Linked DNA regions of Mus musculus: regions 1 and 2 are each linked to region 3. The links are chromatin contacts, called in public promoter capture Hi-C maps. All regions are on one chromosome and are shown on one strand. Each heading gives the region's core, a stretch centred on a gene start, on an enhancer-like site or on the middle of the called end of the contact. The rest is flanking DNA. Distances are from core to core; before and after follow the strand shown. Region 1 holds the start of Ect2l (epithelial cell transforming sequence 2 oncogene-like). Region 2 has its middle 83 kb from the start of Nhsl1. Region 3 holds the start of Heca (hdc homolog, cell cycle regulator).

Evidence for each region. Promoter capture Hi-C pulls out the DNA fragments that hold promoters and counts their contacts. Capture Hi-C pulls out chosen DNA fragments and counts their contacts.
Region 1: a contact with region 3 is called in a promoter capture Hi-C map of liver. The contact joins the promoter of Ect2l here to the promoter of Heca in region 3. A contact is called at or near these places in 8 of 39 promoter capture datasets (the 3T3-L1 cell line, 3T3-L1-derived adipocytes, the C10 cell line and 5 more), 8 of 484 Hi-C or Micro-C datasets (adipose-derived mesenchymal stem cells, embryonic stem cells and nephron progenitors), 4 of 115 datasets of contacts at active chromatin or transcription factors (embryonic stem cells, extraembryonic endoderm stem cells, large pre-B cells and 1 more) and 4 of 9 other capture datasets (adipose tissue, embryonic stem cells, liver and 1 more).
Region 2: a promoter capture Hi-C map of stem cell-derived epiblast-like cells shows a contact between it and region 3, with 4 times the contacts expected there. The contact joins the enhancer-like site here to the promoter of Heca in region 3. A contact is called at or near these places in 3 of 39 promoter capture datasets (liver, pre-B cells and stem cell-derived epiblast-like cells), 5 of 484 Hi-C or Micro-C datasets (embryonic stem cells, muscle stem cells and myocytes) and 1 of 115 datasets of contacts at active chromatin or transcription factors (pancreatic cancer cells).

The regions. Positions count from the first base shown.
Region 1 is chr10:18,209,476-18,213,141 of GRCm38.p6, forward strand. It overlaps Ect2l (epithelial cell transforming sequence 2 oncogene-like), which reads right to left and starts at 1,352. Exons shown (of 22, transcript NM_001370991.1): 1 at 1,284-1,352.
Region 2 is chr10:18,322,306-18,326,101 of GRCm38.p6, forward strand. It overlaps a transcript of Nhsl1 not described here. Among named protein-coding and RNA genes, the nearest start is that of Nhsl1, 83 kb to the right of the region's middle. Within about 2 kb of position 1,581, at least 35 of the 459 cell types and tissues checked have an H3K27ac peak or open chromatin away from gene starts, as enhancers often do. A contact at or near this core is called in muscle stem cells, pancreatic cancer cells and stem cell-derived epiblast-like cells, where this site is marked.
Region 3 is chr10:17,946,298-17,950,040 of GRCm38.p6, forward strand. It overlaps Heca (hdc homolog, cell cycle regulator), which reads right to left and starts at 1,770. Exons shown (of 4, transcript NM_001033432.3): 1 at 1,212-1,770. The coding sequence starts at 1,485.

The DNA.
Region 1 (3,666 bases), core at 102-2,601, 260 kb after region 3:
AAACATCTTCTAAAGGGGCCGTCTACCGACTACAGGGAAGAACTGCAAGACACAAAAATGTGAAAAATCGGAAAGGAAACACAATGCCAGTCAAGTTCATTTCCCCACATCGGGAGCATAATTTAATGTGAGTACAAGCCAGTGTGTATATTTATATTAAATATGCAGGACATAATAGGCAATGAAGTGATGAGATGTCTTGAGGGAATGTGTGCACTGAAGCACCATTGACTACATATACATACTATACACACACACACACATGAATGATAATTCCTGGGGCTGAGGATGTAGTTCAGTAGGTAAAGTGAAAGTGCTTGGCCAGCAAGCATGAAACCCTGATTTCACCCATATAAAGCTGATAAGCTGGCGTAGTGTCATATACATGTAACTCCAGTTCTGGGAGGTGAGGGCAAGTGGATCTGGAGTTAAAACCAGCACAGTGAATTGGAGACTAGGCTGAGCTATTTAGATACACACACACACACACACACACACACACACACACACACACACAGACAGAGACAGAGACAGAGAGAAAGAGACAGACAGACAAATTAAGGAAAAATGAGACTTGTACTGGTATTTTAAATGGTAATTATGCTCACTGACTTAAAGCTACTAAATCAAAACAAGAGGTAACTGCACTAACATTTTTAAAAATTTCCTTCACTCCTATTTTTCTCCCCCTAAAATTAGTGTTTTTAGAACACCATTTCTGAGGCCCCTCAACAACACAAACAACAAAGTTCCTGAAGCCAGAACGCCACAGGCAGGATGTGCATACCACTGCTTGAACTGAGTGAACTTGAACACAGACCGTGCCAGGAAACTGTTCTGATACTTGGAGCAATGTTTATTAATAAGCACAACGCCAGTACTTCTCAAGAGATAAACATTTAGCAATGTGTCGGAATTATTCACCATAGTCATAAAATCTAGCATATGAAACCTGAGAACAACAGACCAGTTACTATAGAGCCTTAGTCTCGTCTTTATTAGCCATACAGCCTCGTCCCACATCTTTTGGACTCCAGAGTAGCAAAAAGAGTGAGAAGAGACAGGGGGTGGGTGGGGGAGTTGGTATGAGCCAATCTGGGATCCTGTGAAATATTAGTGTTTTCCAAAGTGCTGGAGCACTCTAGAGTGCTCTGGAGGAGGAAAGTTGCCACCACCCAACTCAAACGTGACCCTGACAGAGGTCTCCAAGACCATGGAGCGCTGCTCAAGGTTTTTCCAGAAGCCCCAAGGAAAAGACATCTCCAAGAAGGGAAGAGCTTTACCTCGAGGAGAGGCCAAGGGCTGAGCACGTTGGCCAGGCAGCAGTCTCCTCTTGGCACTGTGCAGGAAATGAAGGCAGTTTTCCAGATCACAGCCTAGGGAGGCAGGTGGGGCACGTGTGCCCCCATCTCCATAGGGAAGACAACACACAAGACAACACACGCTGCCACCACGCCCCACAGGTCCGGTGTCCCTTGCTCGGTGCTGCACTCCAGTGGCCAACCTCGGTCTTTGCTTCAGGAGGCTCCTGAAGGTTGTCACCTTCCCTCTGTTCTCTCAAGTTCTAGGTGGATTTCTTTTGCTGGCCGCCGGTCCCAGGCAGTTGCAGCTGGATCTCGAGGGCCTTCAAGTTGCTGGGAAGAGGTGACAAATGCACAGCTGCTGTCTGCCAAATTCTGCTTAGCTTTACACTAGCCAGCAATTTTAAAGCACTGAGATGGCAAAGGTAACGTTTCTTACCCTTTCTCATGTTCATCTTTAGCAAATCCTCAAAAAATTTTAAAGTTTTTTTTTTTAAACAGTATTAGTTAATACAGGAGTCAGAAAGACAGAACATCAACATGATTCTAATTGCTTTGGTCAAGATGCCTGAGCAGACTTATCGTAAAGCCACCCTCTTCCCACTTCTTTTGAATTTAACAGAAAGATTTCACAATACTTCAAGCATGGGAAAGTTAAAAATCCTATGAATGGTGAGGCTAAACAAGATCCAGGGATGAAGTCTGAACGGAGACACAACGAAGTTAAAATAGCTTGCTCTAACAGTAGATTTTATGAGGTCATCTATAACTCAATAAAATACAATGATTTTGCAACATCTATGTTCTAAGAGTGGCTAGGCATGAAGGAAAATTAAAATTGAGATTCTGTCTTACCTTAATCAGAATGGCTATCTCCAGGCCTCTACATGCTGAGCAGCCTATGGAGGAAGGGCAATGGCTACCCACTGTTAGTGGGAATATAAACTGCTGCAGCCACTATGGAAATCCATATGGAAGGGTCTCCAAAGGCTGAAATTAGAACTACTGATGGCTCAGAGGTTAAGGGCACTGACTGCTCTTCCAGAGGTCCTGAGTTCAATTCCCAGCGTAATGGGATCTGATGTGCTCTTCTGGAGTGTCTGAAGACAGCTACAGTGTACTCATATAAAATAAATAAATAAATCTTTAAAAAAAAAAAAAGAACTATCGTATGACCCAGTTGTACCACTTCTGAGCATACACCCAAAGGATTCTACAGTCTAACACAGGGATTCCTTCTCTACTGACATCAGCTAACAAATGAATAGCCTAAACACACATGATGCCAGTTTATGTAGACGTTAGGAAAAAGAAATCCTGATATTTCCTGGCAAATGGATGGAACTGAAGAATAGGATGCTGAGATAACCCAGGCCCAGAGCACAAATGACTCTCTCACGTGTGGGCCCTAGCTTCACATTTTTAGATTTGTGTGGGTTTTTGAGGTCAGGAAACAGCCATATAAGGGCTAGGAGGTCTTAAGGGGCTGAACACAAAGCAAATGTGTTATGGAAGTGTGTGTTGTGTGTGTGTGTGGGGTGTTGCTAGAGTATAGTTAAGCAGGAATGAGTGTTGTGGTGTATGGCAGGGGGTAGAGGGGAGTCAAACACAACCAAGAATGTATGAAAAGGCCTTATGCTGTGTAAACTCACTTTAACAGTTTTAAAACAAGTTCCAACAGGAGTGAGTGGGCAATGTTCTGCCAGAATACAGTTTTTACATGAAATTCTCAGTGTCATGTATGGGACACCTCCCTATGAGTGACTGGTCAGAAAGGACCCAGGGGGACCCCAACTAACTCATTATCATTGTTTTTAGTTACTCACCACAGCTAAAAGGTAGGAGCCTACCGGTGAACACATAGAAGAGTCAGACTGGAATTGACCTGGGAATCTCACTCCTGAAGTCTGGTTTTTACAGTGCTAGAGAAAAGTCTGCAGAAGTTTACAGACTTGCACAGTGGTGAGTCCAATGTACGTACTATGATACTACCCCAGCAGGCAAGATGTGCCCACTGATGCACTAACTGCATGACTGTCACAGGGTCACCGACTGCTTTCGGATTGGATCTGAGGCCTTCATCAAAGCAGGGAATTCATGTCTGGTACTATAAACATGGTTAAAAGTTTATTAAAAATGAGCTTCTATTACTCCTTATGCAGTCACTGCCTGCTGGTAACACAGCCTCATGGGTTACACTGAAAATGAAAGGTGAACTCAAGCTGAGTAAGTGCACAGTGGAAAGCTAATGGGAGGAGGAATGCGGATCCAAGTCAAGGGCTGCCTTTAAAGCCATGGACTTCCATTCGACAGTATTTAACACGCAGAAGGTATGGAATGCACAGAATCCTGGTGCGTGTAATTT
Region 2 (3,796 bases), core at 331-2,830, 380 kb after region 3:
ATCCCATGTTGTGGAAAGTGGTCCAGGATGGACTTTGTGATGGTTATTCTTGGTTGTCACTTTGACTACATCTGGAATTAACTTAAACTCAAGCTTCTGGGTACACCTGTGAAAGGTTTTTTTTGGTGGGAAGATCCACCTTTAATCTGGGCCACACTGTCTCGCGGCAGCCTATATAAAGGATGTGGAAGAAGGAAGCTCGTACTCTTGCCTGCTTGCGCTCACTCTTGCTGGCATGGCACGTTTCTTCACTGGCATTAAAGCCTACTTCTTTGGGATTCCAGTGTATACTGAAGACCAGCAGAGACATCTAGTCTCATGGACTGAACAACTACTGGATTCCTGGATTTTCTGTTGCTACACAGCTATTGTTGGAATAGCTGGAACACAGACTACAGGCCTCTCTAATAAATCATATATATGTGTGTGTATATATATATATATGTATATATATATATGTAGTCATGTATACACATATATGAAACACACACACGCATCCAGTAGTTGTTCAGTCCACAAGGCTGGATGTCTCAGCGGGTATCATATATATATGTATCTCTGTGTGTGTGTATGTATGTATGTATGTATGTACATCGATTCTGTCACTTGTTTCTCTAAGAGCCCTGACTAAGTGTACTGATCTTAAGTGTACTGCATTTACAGCGACTGAATGTGACTCTTTGACACATGCTTTCCTCAGCCAGACTGCAAGCTACTTGAGGTTAGGGATGGCAGCACATCTGTTATTATAGAGCTCAGTACAGTGACTGGATATTATCACATGTATACTATAACATTGTGTGTGTGTGTGTGTGTGTGTGTGTGTGTGTGTGTGTGTGCGCATGCGCATATACACTCTCGGATGTGCACACACCATGACACATGGAAGTCAGAGGAAACTTACTGAAGTGTTTTCTCCTTCCCCCTTGTGGGATCCAGGGGTCAACTCAAGCTGTCAGGGTTGGTGGCAAGTGCCTTTATCCACTGAATCATCTCACCGGACCTGTTTCTGTGCAAGTAGAACTTGATTAATTTTGCTGCTGACTAAATAAGGCTACATTGAAAATTGTGACAAGGGGCAGAAGTGTGAATAGCTGTGTCTGGGCTCTGTTAACAAGCAAGAGCCTTCGCTCTGCAGAGACGGGCAGATTCTCACTGGCATGGCTATGTTTGGTTTTTAAGGTCTGTGGGCGTGCTCCCTCACCCTCAGTACTTGGGATCTGACTAGGGCATATTAGGAAATGCTCTAATTTTAAATCTGAAGGTTGTCTATGGCCTTGACTCACATTATGGCCCAGGCAGCCTTTGAACTCAGTATTTTGCTTCTACCTCCAAGTAGCTAGAACTATAGACCCGTGGCTTGGCCTTACAGCTAATTTTATTGAGACACAATTCCTAGATCCAGCCATTCTCAGTGTAGGGGCCAGTGACTTCTAGTGTATTCAGACATGAGAAACATGACCACAGCCTATTTGCATGGCCCCCCACATCCCGGGAGTCAGTCTCCCTTTCTTCTTGACCTTCCTACCTCCAGGTCACTGGGAGTCTCCTTTCTGCCTCTGTGGATTTAACTGTTCTGAACATTCCAGACAAGTGGACTCATGCCGGCTGTGGGCTTTGTACTTCCTTTACCAAGCAAATGTTTCCCAGGCTCAGCATTCGCTGCTTTCCATGACTAACACTCACAAGCTCCTGTGAAGTGGGACTGTGGATTAAAAACCCATTGTTCAGATTTGTTTATCATTTCTGTTACTGATGTTTTGCCCGCATGTATGTCTGTGTGAGGGTGTCAGATCCCTTGGAACTGGAGTTACAGACAGTTGTGAGCTACCATGTGGGTCCTGGGAATTGAACTAGGGTCCTCTGGAAGAACAACCAGTACTCTTAACCTCTGAGCCACCCTTCCCCCTTTCTATTTTATTCCAAAACCAATAAAATAGAAAGGCTAGACTGCATTTTTAAGCCCAATTTATAGATCAAGAAATGAAAGTTCTAGGGCTAGTAAAAGGTGTTAGTAAGACAAGGTCTTGTGATTTCTGCTCTAAACTCTTTTTTTTTCCTAAAAGATTTATTTATTTATTTTATGTATATGAATATTACTGTAGCTGGCTTCAGACCACCGGAAGAGGGTATTGGATCCCATAACAAATGATTGTGGGCCACCATGTGGTTGCTAGGAATTGAACTTAGGACCTCTGGAAGAACAGTCAGTGCTCTTAACCTCTGAGCCATCTCTCCAAGTCCTACTCTAAATTCTTTTCAGTTTGTTTTAAAAGCACTTACTGGGACTTATTGGGACTGAGCATGTAGCTCAGTGGTAGGTTGCTTGCCCATCATGAGTGAAGAGAGACCTGGGTTTAGTCCCTTGCACTGCACGAAACTGAATGTAGTATCTCGTGTCTGAAATCCAGTCCTTGGGGACAGAGGAGAGAACAGCAGGACATGAAAGTCATTCTAGGCCACATGGTGAGTTTGAGGCTAGCCTGGGCTACCTGAGACCCCCGTCTTGACAACAATAGAGAACTTCCTGAGTAAATATGAAATCCTGCTGCCAACAGAGCATAGGAAAAGGCAATTTAAAATAATAGTTGTAGAAAGAATGCCCACCCCTTTAGATTCTAGAAGCATTGAGAGGGTTTGCTGTGCCGTCTAACCACAGGGCACCTTTTATACTATGGCATTTTTGTTGCAGTAAATCTCCCATCCCAAATATGCCCGGGCAATGAAAGCACAACACAGTTAATATGATTACATGCTGTGCGCCTAGATTGGGCAGATCTACCGCTACACTACCATCTTCCACAGCTTAGAACTTTCGGTTTCTCCAGGCCATGTGCTTCTGCTCCGCTTTTCTTCTTCCTCCTCCTCTGCATCCTCTCTCTTCCATTTTCTCCTTCTTCTCTCCCTCTCACCTTCTGCCCCACCTTCCCTTCTATCTGCCCAATCATCAGTTCTCCTCTAGTTTACAAATTAAGGTGGGAAGCAGGTTTCTGGAAATCACCTGAGTGCTGACTCATTCCTTGTCTGAGCCCCTCACGGGAGAACGGAATTAACATCAAATGTAATTAGCCCCAGGGCTATGTATCCCACCCGTGCACCCATATACAGTGGACCTAGTATGCTCTGTATAATGTTTAAGGTTGGATGAATGCTGTTGTAGACAGATGGCGAGGTGGGAGCAGCTCAGAACATGGCATGCACAAGGTTCTTTCTGCCTCTAGCAGTTGACTTCCCTTAGAAAAGGGTAGCTTATTGGCAGAAAGATTGTCTGGGCATTGTCTTTGCCCAACCAGGTCTTCAGACATTTGGTAGAGAGTGTGGGCTAACGCGTGAGAGGCGTGTTTTAGCTGATGAATGCATCATCAGCCTGCTCTTGAGAGACCGTCATCCTCTGACCTAACCAGCAGCTGGCTGATGTCAGAATGGATAGCTTTGCTTCTCCCTCAGAATGAATCTCTGCAGTGTGTGTGGCAGAGCCCTAAAGACGCAGTGGAGATGTGGGCTTTGCTGAGTTTCTAAGAACAGGCACTGGGCTCCTCTTCTGGCACAAGACTTGCTTTCATTGAAGCACACTGCGTACTAGAGAGGTGTTGAGAGTATGGACTGCACCCACCTTTACTCTCAGGAGAGTTCTTACATTTATTAACAGAAACCCACAGTGGCTGAGTGGGCAGATTGTACCATTGGGTTTGAACAGCCTGTGTGAGATCAAGCAATCGTTTTCTATGTGCCTGACCGTGAGAGTTGTCGGCATATGTCTGGTATGGTGATGCACACCTTTAATACTAACATTTGG
Region 3 (3,743 bases), core at 520-3,019:
ACTCACAAACGTGTAAGTTTGCTCCTCCTAATAAACAAATCTTCCTATTTCAAAACTGCAGGGGCTCAGCCAGGGGGGGGCCCTTTCCAACAGCCTGTAGTCTATCTCCTATGGGAATCACTGTGGCATTCTTGTAAGTACTGTAGCCCTTTTTATGGGAGACCATCTACATAGAGGATGGCTTTGAAAACTGTTAAGAAGCAAATATAACGATTCTAACGATTCTCATCTACTTACATTAAAATGTACATTTTTTTCCCCTGAAAAACTACCTGAGAAGAAAAAAGTTTAAAAGCTGCCCAAATAAATGTCAGGCATCCTGTGGTAAGAAGGGAAAATCCTGTCACACCTTAGCTATTACCTGCATTCCTCCCTTCTAAAGGATCATTCAAGCGCTCATGAAATTATCAGGGCTTCTTCAGAAAAACAAATGTGAAACAATTATACAAGGGACAGGAAAAGAAAGAAAGAAAGAAAGAAAGAAAGAAAGAAAGAAAGAAAGAAAGAAAGAAAGAAAGAAAGAAAGAGAAAAGAAGGAAAGGAAGAAAAGGAAGAAAAGAGAGAAAGAAAGAGAGAGAAAAAAAAGAAAAAGACACCCAAACACTTCAGGTTGGGAACGGAAGTCAAGTTCAGATTCTCTTCCTTCCTCGAGCAAGACAAGAGAATTAAATGAACACCACACACACACACACACACACACACACACACACACACACACACTCTCTCTCTCTCTCTCTCTCTCTCTCTCTCTCTCTCTCTCTCTCTCTCTCTCTCTCTCTCTCTCCACCTGTGGCAATCAGGCAACAGGCCTACATCTGCTGGGAATTGCAGCTTTTCTTCTTTGGGGGCAATGGTGGGTGGGTGGGTCGCGGTGAGCAGGGAAGTTTCCAATCGGATCATTCTAACTTGGGCTCCTTTTCCTGCTTGCCCGCTGCCTCGCTCCCACCAACCCGGGACATTTCAGACTCAGCCCGCGCGGGCACCACGGGGAGCAGGCACCAACCGGAGCGCCGCCGCGGGGCCCGCAGCCCCGGTCCACGCCGCTCCGCGTGGGGACCACGAAAGGAAAGGCAGCGCGGGGCGGTGGGGCGGGGCGAGCACTTCCTGACTCGCATTGTCCACGCGCCGCCCGCGCCACCCAGGGCCCCGCCACCGCGCCCGCCCGCCCGTCGGTGAGGAAGTTGGCGCTCGCCCCGCCGCTGTCGTCTTACCATTCTTAGCGTCTCCCGCGGCTGCAGCCCCCGCAGCGACGGTGGCGTTGGCGGCGCCCGTGCCCGCACCTCCCGGGCCCGCCGCGCCGCCGGTGCCCACCGCGCCGGGCGACGCCGCCCCGCAGCCCGCCGCCGCCGCCGCCAGGGCCCCTCCGGCCGCCGCGCCTGTCGCACCCGCCGCCGCCAAGGCCCCGGCTCCATTTTCCTGCTCGTCCCCGCTGCTGTTGGCGCGCTTGTTTTTGCGGCCGCCTTTGCTGTTCTTGGGGTTGGGCATCTCCCCGGCCCGCTCGCGGGTGTCCCGGTCCCCGGCGCCCACGAAGGCGGCTCCCCCGCCGCACCGGGGCGGCCACGGAGAGCGCGGGCCGGCCGCTCTTCCTCAGGCGCCCGCCCCGCCGCGCGGCCCTCGCCGCGACATTCCGGCCGCCGCGCCCTCCGCGGCAGAAGCCGGCGCGGCCACGCGCGGCCACCCGAGGCTCGCAGCCGCGCGGGCGCAACGGGCCCCCGAGCAGAGCGAGACGCGGAGGAGCCCGAGGGAAAAGGCGGGTCTCGGGCTTGTTTTGATTCGGCTGCGCTGACACGCTCCAGGCCCGCCCCCGCCCGTGACGACACTGGGGCTTGAGCCCGGCCCCGCCCACCCAGTGACCTCACGGCAACTCGCTCCGCCCCCGTGACGTCACGCTCGGCGCTCAGCCCTCGGCTCTGGGTGACGTCATCCAGGCGCCTTCTTGGGAGAGGGAGGCTGGCGGGCTTCCCGCGTGTGCTGACAGCCACGACTGGGAGCCAGGCAGTGTTCGTGAAGTTGTTAACTGGCCTTCTGACCTTACTGGAGCTAAACCTGACAACGTGGTCTGGAAAAACAAACAGGTGACTAGAACAGGAGAGCAAAACAAAGGGTTTCGGATTAATAATTCGCTCAATGGCTCTGCGGCTCAACAATGGTAAGATAGGAGTTTCTGGAGAGTGCAGTTGAGCTCCTGTATGGGAATTCTTCAGTCTCGTGGTGGAAAGCTTATTTAGCCCAGACCTACCAACCAGAGACCCAAGGGTTCTGTCGGTTCTGTCAGAAGCAGAGCCAGCCAGGAGGAGCCAGGCTGCACAAAGAAGACTGAGTTGTCTGGAGAGAACGGCCGGGTTGTGAGGAGGACATCAGAGGTGAAGAAGTGAGGGCACAGCCATGCTCAGCAGTAGATGGCCAACACAAAAGAGACTCAGTTGAATCTTAAGAGGTTCTTTGTCTCAGAATGTTTTGTCAGGGATATATATATATATATGTGTAATCTTTTTAGGTCTTTTGTATAGACATATGGCTTCCAGTTTTCTGTTTTTTGTGGAATTCCTCACTGAACGAATACATCTATATGACTTTCTCATGCTTTTTCATTTGTTTGTTTTGTCCTATATTGTGTGTTTGTTTTCATCTTATCTATTTTATTATTATTTAGATGCATATTTGTTTTCTAAGAAGAGGCAGGAAAGCTGTGGATTCGGCTGGGAAGGGAGGTGGAGAGGATCTTGGCAGAGCTGGAGAAGGGGAAAGAAGAGCAGAATATAGTGTATTAAAAATCTATTATTAAAGAAGAAAAACGGAAAGAAAGAAAAAGAGATGAGAGCACAGGGTTCCTGGGAAGAGTTTGATGTAATCTCCTTTTCTGCACTCTCTTCTGCCCCTTTCAAAGACCCGCTCCTTTCCACCCTTCTGATCTCAGCTCATTTCTTCAGAATGATCCCATACCTTACCAGAAGAGCTGTCCCGAGTATCACAGTTTATTTCTCCTGTCTACCTCTGATTACGTTGGCAATGTATATGCTTAAATAATTTTCCTCTGTTCCCTCGCATGAAACAGCCATATTTTTATCTTGGGTGCCGTAAGAAACAACTGAACTGATCTTGGTGAATGTATAAATGACATTCTTGATCCATGACTACAGAAAAACACTGAACTCGTTTACAGTGTCTTCTTCCTATGGCGTGATCTTTAATCGACTGGACTGTTGAGGCAAGGCACTGTGGCTAGGTTGAAGGGTCTAGAAAGATGGCCAAGGAATTGCTCAGAGAAGAGCCATCCACATGACTTCCTAGCCAGGATTCTGATGGGCAGAGCCTGGAGCAACACTGTATTCTTGAGAGCAATTGCTAGTTGGACGCAGTACACTATATGTTAAAGGAAAGTAATTCTTTAGAAGGCCCAAATGATAGCTAAGATAGATAGGGAAGGAAGGAGGGAGAGGTGGAAGAGAGATGTGTGTGCTGGAGATTAGTATCAGGTGTCTTCCTTTATTCCTCTCCACCTTATTTTTTGGAGGCAGGGTCTCTTATGGACCTGGAGCTCACGGACATATTAGATGACCAGCTGGTGAGTTCCAGGGATCCACTTTTCTCTGCCTCCCAGCTCTGGGACTATAGATATGTGTGTCTGTGCACAGTTTTTACATGGGTCACATAAAGTTCTTAAGTTGGTACAAAGAGCACTTTACCAATTTAAGTATCTCCCCAGCTAGAGAATAGCTATTTTGTGCTTATGATGTGTTTAT